Regions from separate parts of the Ovis aries genome. Here region 1 is linked to region 2. Evidence: chromatin contacts called from public Hi-C data. All regions are on one chromosome and are shown on one strand. Each heading gives the region's core, a stretch centred on a gene start, on an enhancer-like site or on the middle of the called end of the contact. The rest is flanking DNA. Distances are from core to core; before and after follow the strand shown. Region 1 holds the start of GCC1 (GRIP and coiled-coil domain containing 1). Region 2 holds the start of ZNF800 (zinc finger protein 800).

Region 1 (5,778 bases), core at 3,166-5,665, 170 kb after region 2:
CCCAGTTCCACGATGAACTCCCCAAGTTCACTATCCCTGGGCCCTCTGGACTAGGGGACAATCTGTCACTATTCCAAACTTCCTGGTCCCTCTCCAGCCTGCATCTATGTCCCCAGAGAATTGGGGCAGCAGTGGGCCAGACTCAAGACTGTGATGAAATGGAGTAAATAGTGGGTCCTTGTGTGTGTTTAGAAATAAACTGAACTTCCTTTGGAGTCATATGTACTTCTAGTTCTGCACTAGGAGCAGGATATTACAACCAAAAAAAAAAAAAAAAAAAACCACCTTATTTTAAAAGACATTCACTTCCCCAACTTTGGCACCTCTCAATCCTAACCTCTCCCCACTCCTCCCTTCATGCACAGGCCATCAGAAGATGCTGTCCCAACACTTTCAGTATCTCTGGGGCCCAAGGATAAAATGGCATTAATGGCATTTGACAGAAGATCCCATCCCACACTGAGGATTCCTCCCAGGTCAACACAGTGAAGAAACGAGACGGAGACATAAGAGAAGGGGTGGGAGAAACCAGAGCCTGTCCCTTCTCACAGACGAGGCACAGAAATCGGAGGAGTGAAAATGGCATCATCTCTTGCCAGAGGGCCACCAACCACCACCAGCTGGGAGCCGCATGATCGCTTGCTTCTCCTCTGGACTGAAGTGCAAGATGGTCAGGATGGCAGTGAGCGTCTGCTGGCGGCCCAGGGCATCTGGCAAGGTCAGGAAGCGATAGATGATGTTCTTGAGATACTCCAGGTTGGCCCCCTCCCGACTCTGGTCCCTGCTGTGCTTCGCGATGTGGCTCTGCAGGGCTCCCACCTCCTCCCGATGCCGCTCCCCCTCCTCCAGCAAGCGGTCCTGCAACCGATGGACTTCCACCTCCAGCCGGTGCTTCTGTTTCCTCAGCGACGCGATCTCCACCTCCTTGCGGGCCAGCTGCTCGGCATACAGGAAGAAAGTGGGCTCGCTGGCAGCAGCGAGCTGCAGGGCTTGGGTCAAGCTGTCCGGGGTGGAGGTGTCCGCCTGGTCCCTGGGGCCCGTGCCACCCACGGGGCTTCTGCGCCCCGGCAGCCCGGAGGACAAGGCCACGGACCGCAGCTGCTCCAGCTCCAGGTCCTTCTCAGCCAGCACAGCCAGCGCCCGGTCCCGCTGCTTGTGCAGCTCCTCCTCCAGCTTCAGTGTGCGGTCCCGGAAGTCCAGCTGGCTCCGCTCCAGCTCCTGCCGGTGGCCGTGCTGCAGCCGGGCCAGCTCCTGCTTCCAGCCCTCAGCCTCCTGCTGGTGCTGGCGCTCCAGCTCCTCGCAGGACAGCCGCAGCGAGATGTACTTCTCCTTCAGCTCGGCCAGCTGCTCCCGGGCTTCCTCCAGCTCCTTGCCGAGGTTCCCGTCTTTGACGTTCTTGCTCTTAAGGACCACCTGGGCCCGCATCTTGTACCTCTCAAATTCCTCCTTCAGCTGTTTCAGCTCCTGCTGGTAGTAGAGCGCTGTGGCCTTCTCCCCATCAGCAGCCTCGGAGCTGGGCATTATCTCCAGGTCGCAGAGCTTCTCCACATCCAGGGTCACCTGGCTCTTCCTGGCCGCCACCTGCAGCAGCCTCTTCAGCTTCTCCATCTTGTCCTTCAGGACGTTGACATCCAGACTGGACTCCTCTCCATGGCTGTCCAGGGGGGACCGGCTGGAGGCCGCTAGAGCCAGGGTTTTGTTCTCCAGGTCCAGCTGCAGAATGCGCTCCTTCAGCTTCTGGATGGCCAGCTGGTCCTTCTGCTTGGCTTTCTCGTAGGTGCCCAGCAATTCCGACACCTGGGATATTTGATTCTCCAGGGCCGCCACCCTCTGCTCTTCCAACTGAGACTGCTGGCGCAGCTGATCCTCAGCGAGGGCTGTCTGAAAAAACAAGGGAACAGGTGGAGATGCATCCAGAAAAGCCACAGGGTCGGAGGGTCAACTTTAAGAAAGCAAGAGAGGGAGGACAAAAAGGTTATGGGATGCAGGTGGCCTGGAAAAAAATGGGAACTGGGAAGCTTTCTGAGTTTGGGAGCTAACCCAAGCTCCTGTAACTTGCTCTCAGACACACATTATACCCAATGATATTAAGAGTCTTTGGAGATCTGCTACTGTTCTGCTTTAGTGTTTCTACTCTCTCCACCCATACACCAAGCTCACGTGTAAGTGTGCTGTTCACCATATTACATTCTTTTCCTCTTCCAACATTCCTGGAAGTTCAGAGTTGGCTTGGATCTCTCCCCACGCTGAAAGGAGGCACTGGAAAATAGCCTATCTTTCCAGACATGGCAAATATTGACTGCAAGCAATAGAAGAGGTGATTTCTTCTATGAAAATTCCCTTTGTCCCCTCCAGCCACCCTACCTACAGGCATCCACTGCTACCCATAGATAGGCATACTGCCATAAGCCCCCACTCCACCTTCCACTGCACAGCCGCTGCTACACTGCTTCACAGAGCACAGCTGGGAAGATGCCATGCCCTGACACTCAGATCTGTCTAGCTCCAACTTCAGACTACACTCAGAAACTCCACATCCTGTTGGAAGCACTCTGTGGATACTGTCAACACCACACAGAAAAGGATTTCTCAGGACCCACAAGTGAAACTTTTCGAAGCGCATAAAAAACCAACAGTGCAGGCACTTAGTTCTGTCAAAGGAGAAAAAAAAAAAAAACACTAATATTTCCCCATGTGTCACAAGTGGTGTGTGCTGACTCGTGTCTGACTCTTTACTTCCTTATGGACTGTAGCCTACCAGGCTCCTCTGTCTATGTGGTTTTCCAGGCAAGAATACTGGAGTGGGTTGCAACTTCCTACTCCAGGGGATCTTCCTGACCCAGGGATCAAACCCATATCTCCAGAATCTCTTCCATTGGCAGATGGATTCTTTACCACTGAGCCACCTGAGAAGCCACTTTAAGTTAAATGACTCATGTTTGAAAGAGATGAAGATAATTACCTTTCTCATTTCCTGCTGCAACTGAGCCTGGAAATGGCTCTTGAGGCAGGCAGCCTCTTCTTGAAGCTCCTTCAGCCGGGGGTCAGGCTGATTCTTCTCATCTCGAAGAGCCTGAAGCTCACCTTTCAGCTCTTCCACCTCACGGGTCAGTTGCTTGGTCTGCAGTTCAAACCCTTCCATCTGACCGGCTGCATAGGCCCGCCCGGCCAGAGCTTCCCGAGTCTCTTCCAACCGAAGCTCCAAGTCCTGGCGCTGGGCCCTCTCCTCCTGCAGCAGTTTCTGGAGCTCACGCAGCATCAAGGCATGGTCGCTCTGCTCTTGGGCCCGATCATGTTGCTGCGTGATAAGCCGGGCTTTGGTTTCTGCTATCTGTTCCTGCAGCCCCTTCAGTTCTCCCTCCAGCCGGCCCCTCTCCTCCTCTGCTTTCTTACTGGCATCCTCTAAGTCCTGCTTCATCTTCTTTTTGTCCGCCAGGTAAGAAGCTTCCATGCGGGACTTCTCCTGGGTGACTGTAGCCAAAGAGCTGGTCAAAGTAGCCAACTGAGTCTTCAGCTGGTGCAGTCGTTTGTCCACCTCCCCACCCCCAGATGGTCCGTCCCCACTACTACTGCTAACGCCACTCTCTGACCCGCTGGCCTCTTCCAACTTTGGAGGAGGTGGTCCACGGGCCAGTCTGTCATCTTCTACCCCAAACTCACCCTTGGTGCTGGTGATACTGGCCGCAGTATCCAGGCTGGCGGCGGTCCCTGTGCTATCCTCGCTGTGAGTGGAGCATCGGTCATCCACAGAGTCAGGAAAGGTGAGGCCTTGAGGCTGCACACCTGCGAGGCCTACATCCGCCTCGTGGGATACAGACAGTACCTTAATGCTGGCCTCCAGCGCCTCTTTCTCCTTCAGCAGACTTTTATAGGCAAGGACTACATCCTTGAGACGAGTTTGGTACTGGAGGAGCTGCTTCTTCTGAGTCTCAATGGTCTCCAGCAGGTCCTTCTTGCTTGGGCCGCCCCCGAAATTCATTCCAAACTTCTCCATGAGGGTTCAGGACGGGTTGCTCCAGGCCAGGGTTTGGACAGGCTGGGAGAGCGTCACGAAGATGCTAGCAGGGGTTGTATGCGACGGGGAGATAGCTGTCCCCCTCTGCCGCACATCCGCTCCAAGCAGCTGTTTGAGACCGGATGCAGGGCGGCGGGGCAGCAGGGCAGAAACGCTTGCCAGGTCCCAGACAGGAGGGCGGGGGCGGGTCCTATCCTAGAGGCGGGGCGACGCTGGCACAAGAAGGGCACACTGCCAGGGCTCGCCCGCACTGCCCCAGAAGCCGCTCCGCGCTCCCCGCTCACCCAGCCACAGCAGCACCGGCCCGGCCCCGGCGCACTACAGGCCAAAGGTTTAAGATGAGCGTAGCTCCATCCCGACTTCCTAACTCTAGCGGCTGGGACAACGGCGCTTCCGGGTCTGCTGGAAGTGACGAGAGCGCGACGTATTGAGCCCCGCCCCCAGTGGGCGCGAGGTGGGCGGGGCTACCTCAGCCGGCTGGTGGGAAGAGAACCCAGCAGGGCTGAGAACTGGTCACTCTCCGGCCGAGTGCTGGTTCCTCTCCACCACAGCAGAGCAAGCAGAGTCGAGTACACCGGAGTCATGTTGGTTTGCTGAAGGCGCCTGATCTTGCTCTAGCGCTAAGATCAGCGAGGGACGGGGGCGACATTGTAATGAGCCCTTACCAAAGACTCGGGTAAATGACAGGCCCCACTGTTTGGGTGCTCAGTACCGTTGTCCTTAAAGAGCAACAGTTAAGACTACCATTTAGACCACAAAGATGACAACCCTTTCTAGGACAGTATTTGACACCTAGACGGTGTATAATTATTATTACACCTTTCCTGAGTTCTGCTGGGTTCATTTAACAAATATATATAAATAAATATATATAGGCATCATGTCCATTCTAAGTGCCACCTATATTTCAGAAGCTTCACAAGAGTTTTGCTATTTAGTCTTTATAATTAATCTGCTGAGCATCATTAGCACTATTTTACAGATAGTGCAACGTGAGGCACAGAGAAGTTAAGTAATACACCAAGGTCACATAGCCTTGGGTTTAGAATCCCATGTAGATCGGTCTGATTCTCAACATACCAAGTGCTATGCCAGGTGATCACCAGGAAAGGACAAGCTCCTACCCTCAAGGAGCCCACATCTAGAGAAGCAGCAGCCATGCAAACACAAGTATATTCAAAGTGATACTGAAGTTAAGAGGAGGGAGCCCTGTCTAAGGGAAACAGCGCAGGCTTTCAGGGGAAATGAGTTGGAATTTGAAGAGTAAGTACTGATTGTCCATCTAACTAGAAATGAGGGAAACAACATTCTGCTAACTGCTGCTAAGTCACTTCAGTCGTGTCCGACTCTGTGCGACCCATAGACGGCAGCCCACCAGGCTCCCCCGTCTCTGGGATTCTCCAGGCAAGAACACTGGAGTGGGCTGCCATTTCCTTCTCCAGTGCATGAAAGTGAAAAGTGAAAGTGAAGTCGTTCAGTCGTGTCTGACTCTTGGCGACCCCATGGACTGCAGCCCACCAGGCTCCTCCGTCCATGGGATTTTCCAGGCAAGAGTACCAGAGTGATGTGCCATTGCCCTCTCCAAAACAACATTCTAGGCAGAGGGAAAACTTGCAAGGACTCTGGAGCATCAGAGAGTTTGTCTCACCTGGGAAGCATTGAGAATCATTTCAAGGCAGTAGCTTAGGGTATGCAAAGGGGCTGGCAACAGATACTGCTGACACAATAGATGAGCACCCAAATTAAGGTATTTGGATTTTACC
Region 2 (5,990 bases), core at 1,039-3,538:
GACAGGGTCATAGTACAAATTTTATTCTAACATGTACCAAAGTTTCCAGACAATATAAGTTCTTCCCCTTTAACACCACCATTTTTTTCCCCATTAATCAAAACGTACTCTAAATTAATTTCACTGTGACAAAACCAAGTACACTGGGTGCAGTTAAAATACCCCAACAAGAAACAAGCAAAAGTACTAAAAAGTCCTAGAACTTTTACATCAAAAATAATGCTCAACAACTGCCTTTGAACTTAACAGAAAAGCCTTTTGTTGGTTTAGTGACAGTGTATATTCAAGGATTCTCTTTTAAGCTGTACCTCTAAATGTTTCTAATAATGCACAAACCTCTAACAAGCAGAAAAACTATCACTAGTTTATACATCACATTTTATTAGTGTTCTAATACTCCTTGTGAGATTCCAAAAAATACCTTTTTAGTTTCATAAAGTCAACTAAAAAACATCCCTCTGAACAATATCCTAAAAATATTTATCTTAAATAATCAGATTTTGCAATCCTGTGTTCTGTCCAAGATCTTTAAGAGGTCGCACTTAATACCTCATTCTCCCAACAAGTTGACTTCCACAAACTTTCCTTAGCCGAAACTAAACTCATTCTTAGGTTTAAGCATTATGCTCTTTTTCAATACTGTTTAAGCAGAAGAAATTTCTAGTTTTTAAAAGTTTAAATGAAACAGCTTTCATAAAAATAAATGGTAGTATTCTAATACTACCTAGTTTTTCCTTTCGCTTCAGTTTTAACCATTCACAGAGCATGAGGGTATACTACTAGCTACAAGCTGCCTTGAAAGGGAAGGAAAACGGATTGAGTAATCGATCTTGTGGAAAAGATTTAAGGTGACACCAGCAGTACCTTTTTGAAGGGATCAAGCAAGGGAGATCTCTTGTTTGTACAAGCTTTTAGCTTCATAACTGGTTTTATGCTAGGGGAAATTATAGCCTGCTTAGTTAGGAATGACTTCTTGGGCAGGAAGAAAAGAAAACAGAGAGCAGAGTGGCTCTGATGGAGACCAAAGCAACTGGAGAAGAAAGGGGTATACCTGGTTCACAGCATCCGTGATGATGGTGGTCAGTCTGACAGTACTTGTCCCTTAAAGGCATTTTCAGTGGGCGCGACCTACTTTCCTTTCACTGTAAGAAGCTCTTCATTGCGGCTTGGCTGTTGAAAGAAGCACAAACCCGTCACTCACCCTGAACTTCCTGGGGGGGCTCTCGCTGCATTTTCCAGAAACGTTCCCATCACCCACCCTCCGCTTCCCCTCCAGCGCCCTGCACCTTCCTCTCCAACTGAAAAATAAAAACGCACGAAGGCTTCACCAGCCCGAACTCCCGCACAGGTTCATCGCCCTACCCGGAAACGCAGCCCCGGGCGCGCAGCGCAGGGCGAGGGCCTGGCCGGCTGCGCGGGCGGCGGCGACGGCCTCGCCTTCCCGTGCGGGCGCGCGCGGAGATGGAGGCGCGGAGCGCAGCGGGCACGGCCAGCGCCGGGGCCCGCGGGGCGGGGGGCGCGGCGGCAGCCGAAGGGTAGCTCCCGCCAGCGGCCGGCCCACACCGGCCCTCCCGCTACGCACGTGCGCAGGGGTCTCCCAGGCAGAGCCCCGGTCCCCCAAACCAAGTGCGCCCAACTTACTGAACTCCTGGGGCGGGCCGGCGGGCGGGCGGAAGGAAGGAAAGCAGGCCGGGCGGCCGCGGGGACAGCCTGGCGTGGGAGGCGGCTTCGGGCCCCACCTGGCGCAGCCTCGGCGGACCGCGCGAAGGGACCGGGGTTCGGGCCCGACGCGCTCCCAAAGAGTCCCCGCCGACGCTGACGCGGAAGCGCCACAGCTCACCACGTCCCTCCGCGGCCCGAGGCGACGCGGCGGCTCACGGCGTCCCTCCGCGCTGTGGAACTGGGCGGGCGGGCAGCGCGCGGGCGCAGGCAGTTGACAGGAGGAACCGCCCCGCAGCCGCTGCTGCCGCCACCGAAGGAGCTGGAACCGAAGAGGGCAGGACCTGAGGCGCCCCTCGCCCGGGCAACGGCTGCCGCTGGAGCCCGGCTCCCCCCCAGCGTCGCTCCACCTGCAACGGTCCCTCAGGCTTTTGGAGAGGGGCGCGAAAGGATGGGGGTTTCCCCCCACCTTGGGCCCTTTCTGGTAGTAGTTGTTGTTTCAGGAAACTTTATTAAGTCAGTCTCTCGCTTTCTCGGTCTCCCCCTCCCCGAAGAGCCTGAGCTACCGCCGCGGAGCGAGTAGGAAGGGGGAAGCAGAGACTCTCCGGCAGCGACAGGGAGCGAGTGACTGACCCCGGACGGAGATGGGGCGAGGGCAGGAAGTGACAAGCTCTCGGAGTGGGTGGGGGGAGTGTGGCCGGCACGCCCGGGAGCGTCACGCGCATGCGCCCGGCCCGGCGCCCCCGCCGGTGGGGAGGCGACGCGCGGCGGCTGGGCAGGGAGAGGGAGACCGGGCTGGTGGCGCGGGGCCGACAGCCGGGTGTCTTCGACCCGCGGCTCTCGCAAGCGTCCCCGGCGGACGGGGGGCCGAAGTCCTGGGCTTCGCGGGCCAAGAGGTGCGAGGCCACTGGTGCGGTGGTTGGGGCCGGGAGACGGGCTGCTGGGTAACCAAACTGTTGCTATCGCTTTGGAACCGAAACCGGGAGGCTTGGAAAAGCAGGGGAGAGAACTGTAGGAAGAGGCTTGGCAAATGCGTAAGCCGTAAATCGTGGTGATTCCGAAAAAGTTGTCAGCGCATTTATAAAGGGTACAAGTGAAACTTTTTTTTTTCTCTAACCCAGCAATTTCTGAAGTGTTCTTCTCAGAGCTTTATCAGGTCTTTGGGAGGAAAACAGTCTAGTCCGTGGAAGATAGGTATTGATCGCAGCTGCGCTTGGCGTCTGGCATCTGAAAGCGAAGTTGGGTCACGTGGGCAGTACTCACTTTTTCTTCTCTTCGGCGCTTATCCTGCTTGGAAAACCCCCCAGGATCGCAGTGGTCTGTCAAATTCTGCAACCCCGTGTGCCGGTGCTCGAGGGTGGGAGAGCCGCTTCCCCCGCCTTCTCCCCGGCTCCAGAAGCAAAAATGAAAATTTTAAGAAAGAAAAAGTCCACTTAAAAAATCTCCACCCGCCCTCCCCCACGATCCACTGAAAACGTTCATGATTAAGTTGCCGGTTTTCGGATCCGTGAAAACGTTTAGTAGACAGGCTCTGTATGTATTTTGGAAGAACAAACGAGTGACTGAAATCTATTTTCAAAATTCAGAGTTTGTATTAGGTCCAGTAATAAATGTTACTGTAAATACACTGAATGGAGTATTTGCATAGATCTGAGTGATTTTAGCAGCCAAATAATAGGGGTGACAGGAAAATGATACAAAAATTATCTTTTTAAAAAGGAATTCCACCTGTTCATTCTGCACACTTAACTGGTCAGCATAGTATATTTGATCATTTTTGTCTGTCCCATTGTTAAGCAACACAAAACAAACTAAAATGAAATGGATCTAGGTGGTCAGGGGGGCGGTCCAAGAGGGGATATGTGGGCATATATATATATATATACACACACACACACACACACACACACACATATAGCTGATTCACTTTGTTATATGGCAGAAGCTAACAACATTGTAAAGCAACTATTGTCCCAATTAAAAATGAAATGCCACAATTTCTAAAAGTAAAGTAAGCTGCATCCACATGATAGTGTTTGTCATACAACCAGTAAAATATTTTTCTTATATTTTCATGCTAAGTCTCTTCAGTCCTGTCCAATTCTTTGCAACCCAAGGGACTGTATCCCACAAGGCTCCTCTGTCCATGGGATTCTCTAGGCAAGAATACTGGAGTGGGTTGCCATGCCCTCCTCCAATCTTCCTGACCCAGGAAGGGAAGCTGCATCTCCTGCAGCTCCAGGCACTGCAGGTGATTCTTTTACCACTGAGCCACAGAGGAATATGCTTATGCAAAACAATAGAAAAAAAATTTTAATGTGACCCTTAACAGTGGAATTTTTATTTTAACACTGGAGATCCTTGGTAAAATTTGAGGTGAAATATTTTTAAGTTTTGGGAGATCTACCTGAATAAGCAAATTTATCATGGGCTTAAAAATGAATATACAATTTTAAATTTTCATGAACATGAAAAAGCGTTACTTCAGATAAGTGAAAGTTACAAGTATTTGCTGACCAGATGTGAATTAAAGATGTTTATATTTCAAAGTGGTCATCACTAGAGAGTCCTCAAAATTGTATGCTAATAGAATAAGTTTTAAATATTCTGAAAAATTAGGATTATAGACAAAATTGGAATGTGCATATGGGTAAAACAAATATTGAACACACTGAATCATAGAATTTTAAAGATGAAGCCATGGAAATTATCTGGTAACATTCCTTACTTTGTACATAGAAAACTGAAACCCAGAGAGGTTAACTGTGTTTTCTGAAGGTCACATAGTAGCAGAACTGCGTCTAGAACCTAGATCATTCCCTTTATAAAATAACAATATTAGTATCTGATATGTTTTGAGTAATTAATGTTTTAGGTTCAGGCATGAAGTCATTTAATTATATCAACAATCCAATGAGATTTTGTTATCCTCCATTCTTCAGGGGGAGAAACTGAGGCACAGAATGGTTCAGTTCAGTTGCTCAGTCATGTTGGACTCTTTGACCCCATGGACTGCAGCATGCCAGGCTTCCCTGTCCATCACCAACTCCCTGAGTTTACGCAAACACAATTGTTTACTCAAATGTCCCAGCTGAGTTTATTCAAATGTCCATTGAGTGGGTGATGCTATCCAAACACCTTATCCTCTGTTGTCCCCTTCTCCTCCCACTTTCAATCTTTCTCAACATCAGTCTTTTCAAATGAGTCACTTCTATCACAATGAGTCAGGTGGTCAAAATGGAGTTTCAGCTTCAGCATCAGTCCTTCCAATGAATATTATCAGGACTGATTTCCTTTAGGACGGACAGGTTGGATCTCCTTGCAGTCCGAGGGACTCTCAAGAGTCTTCTCCAACAACACAGTTCAAAAGCATCAATTCTTCAGCGTTCAACTTTCTTTAGAGTGCCAACTCTCACATCCATACATGACTACTGGAAAATACATAGTTTTGACTAGATGGACCTTTGTTGGCAAAGTAATGTCTCTGCTTTTTAATATGCTGTCTAGGTTGGTCATAGCTTTTCTTCTAAGGAACAAATGTCTTTTAACTTCATGGCTGCAGTCACCATCTGCAGTGATTTTGGAGCCCCCAAAAATAAAGTCTGTCACTGTTTCCATTGATTCTCCATCTGTTTGCCATGAAGTGATGGGACAGGATACCATGATCTTAAGTTTTCTGAATGTTGAGCTTTAAGCCAACTTTTTCACTCTCCTCTTTCACTTTCATCAAGAGGCTCTTTAGTTCTTCACCTTCTGCCATAAGGGTGGTATCATCTGCATATCTGAGGTTTTTGATATTTCTGGCAATCTTGATCCAGCTTGTGCTTCATGCAGCCCAGCATTTCACATGATGTACTCTGCATAGAAGTTAAATAAGCAGGGTGACAATATACAGCCTTGATGTACTCCTTACGCAATTTTGGAACCAGTCTGTTGTTCCATGTGCAGTTCTAACTGATGCTTCTTGACCTGCATACAGATTTCTCAGGAGGCAGGTCAGGTGGGGTGGTATTCCCATCTCTTGAAGAATTTTCCACAGTTTGTTGCGATCCACACAGTCAAAGCCTTTGGCATAGTCAATAAAGCAGAAGTAGATGTTTTTCTGGAACTCTCTTGGTTTTCCGATGATCCAATGGATGTTGGCAATTTGATCTCTGGTTCCTCTGCTTTTCTAAATCTGGCTTGAACATCTGGAAGATCACAGTTCACATACTGTTGAAGCCTGGCTTCGAGGATTTTGAGCATTACATTGCTAGCATGTGAAATGAGTGCAATTGTGTGGTAGTTTCAACATTCTTTGGCATTGCCTTTCTTTGGGACTGGAATGAAAC

Evidence for each region. A called contact is a pair of places that touch in the nucleus more often than the background predicts.
Region 1: a contact with region 2 is called in a Hi-C map of liver, with 2.6 times the contacts expected there. The contact joins the promoter of GCC1 here to the promoter of ZNF800 in region 2. A contact is called at or near these places in 2 of 16 Hi-C or Micro-C datasets (hypothalamus and liver).

The regions. Positions count from the first base shown.
Region 1 is chr4:93,526,145-93,531,922 of ARS-UI_Ramb_v3.0, forward strand. It overlaps GCC1 (GRIP and coiled-coil domain containing 1), which reads right to left and starts at 4,416. Exons shown (of 2, transcript XM_004008035.6): 1 at 2,963-4,416; 2 at 1-1,881. The coding sequence starts at 3,994. The coding sequence ends at 586.
Region 2 is chr4:93,355,669-93,361,658 of ARS-UI_Ramb_v3.0, forward strand. ZNF800 (zinc finger protein 800) reads right to left here and starts at 2,289. Exons shown (of 6, transcript XM_042248772.1): 1 at 1,642-2,289; 2 at 1,052-1,170. The coding sequence starts at 1,112. It overlaps LOC121819422 (craniofacial development protein 2-like), which reads left to right and starts at 2,383. Exons shown (of 2, transcript XM_042248773.2): 1 at 2,383-2,555; 2 at 2,781-5,990.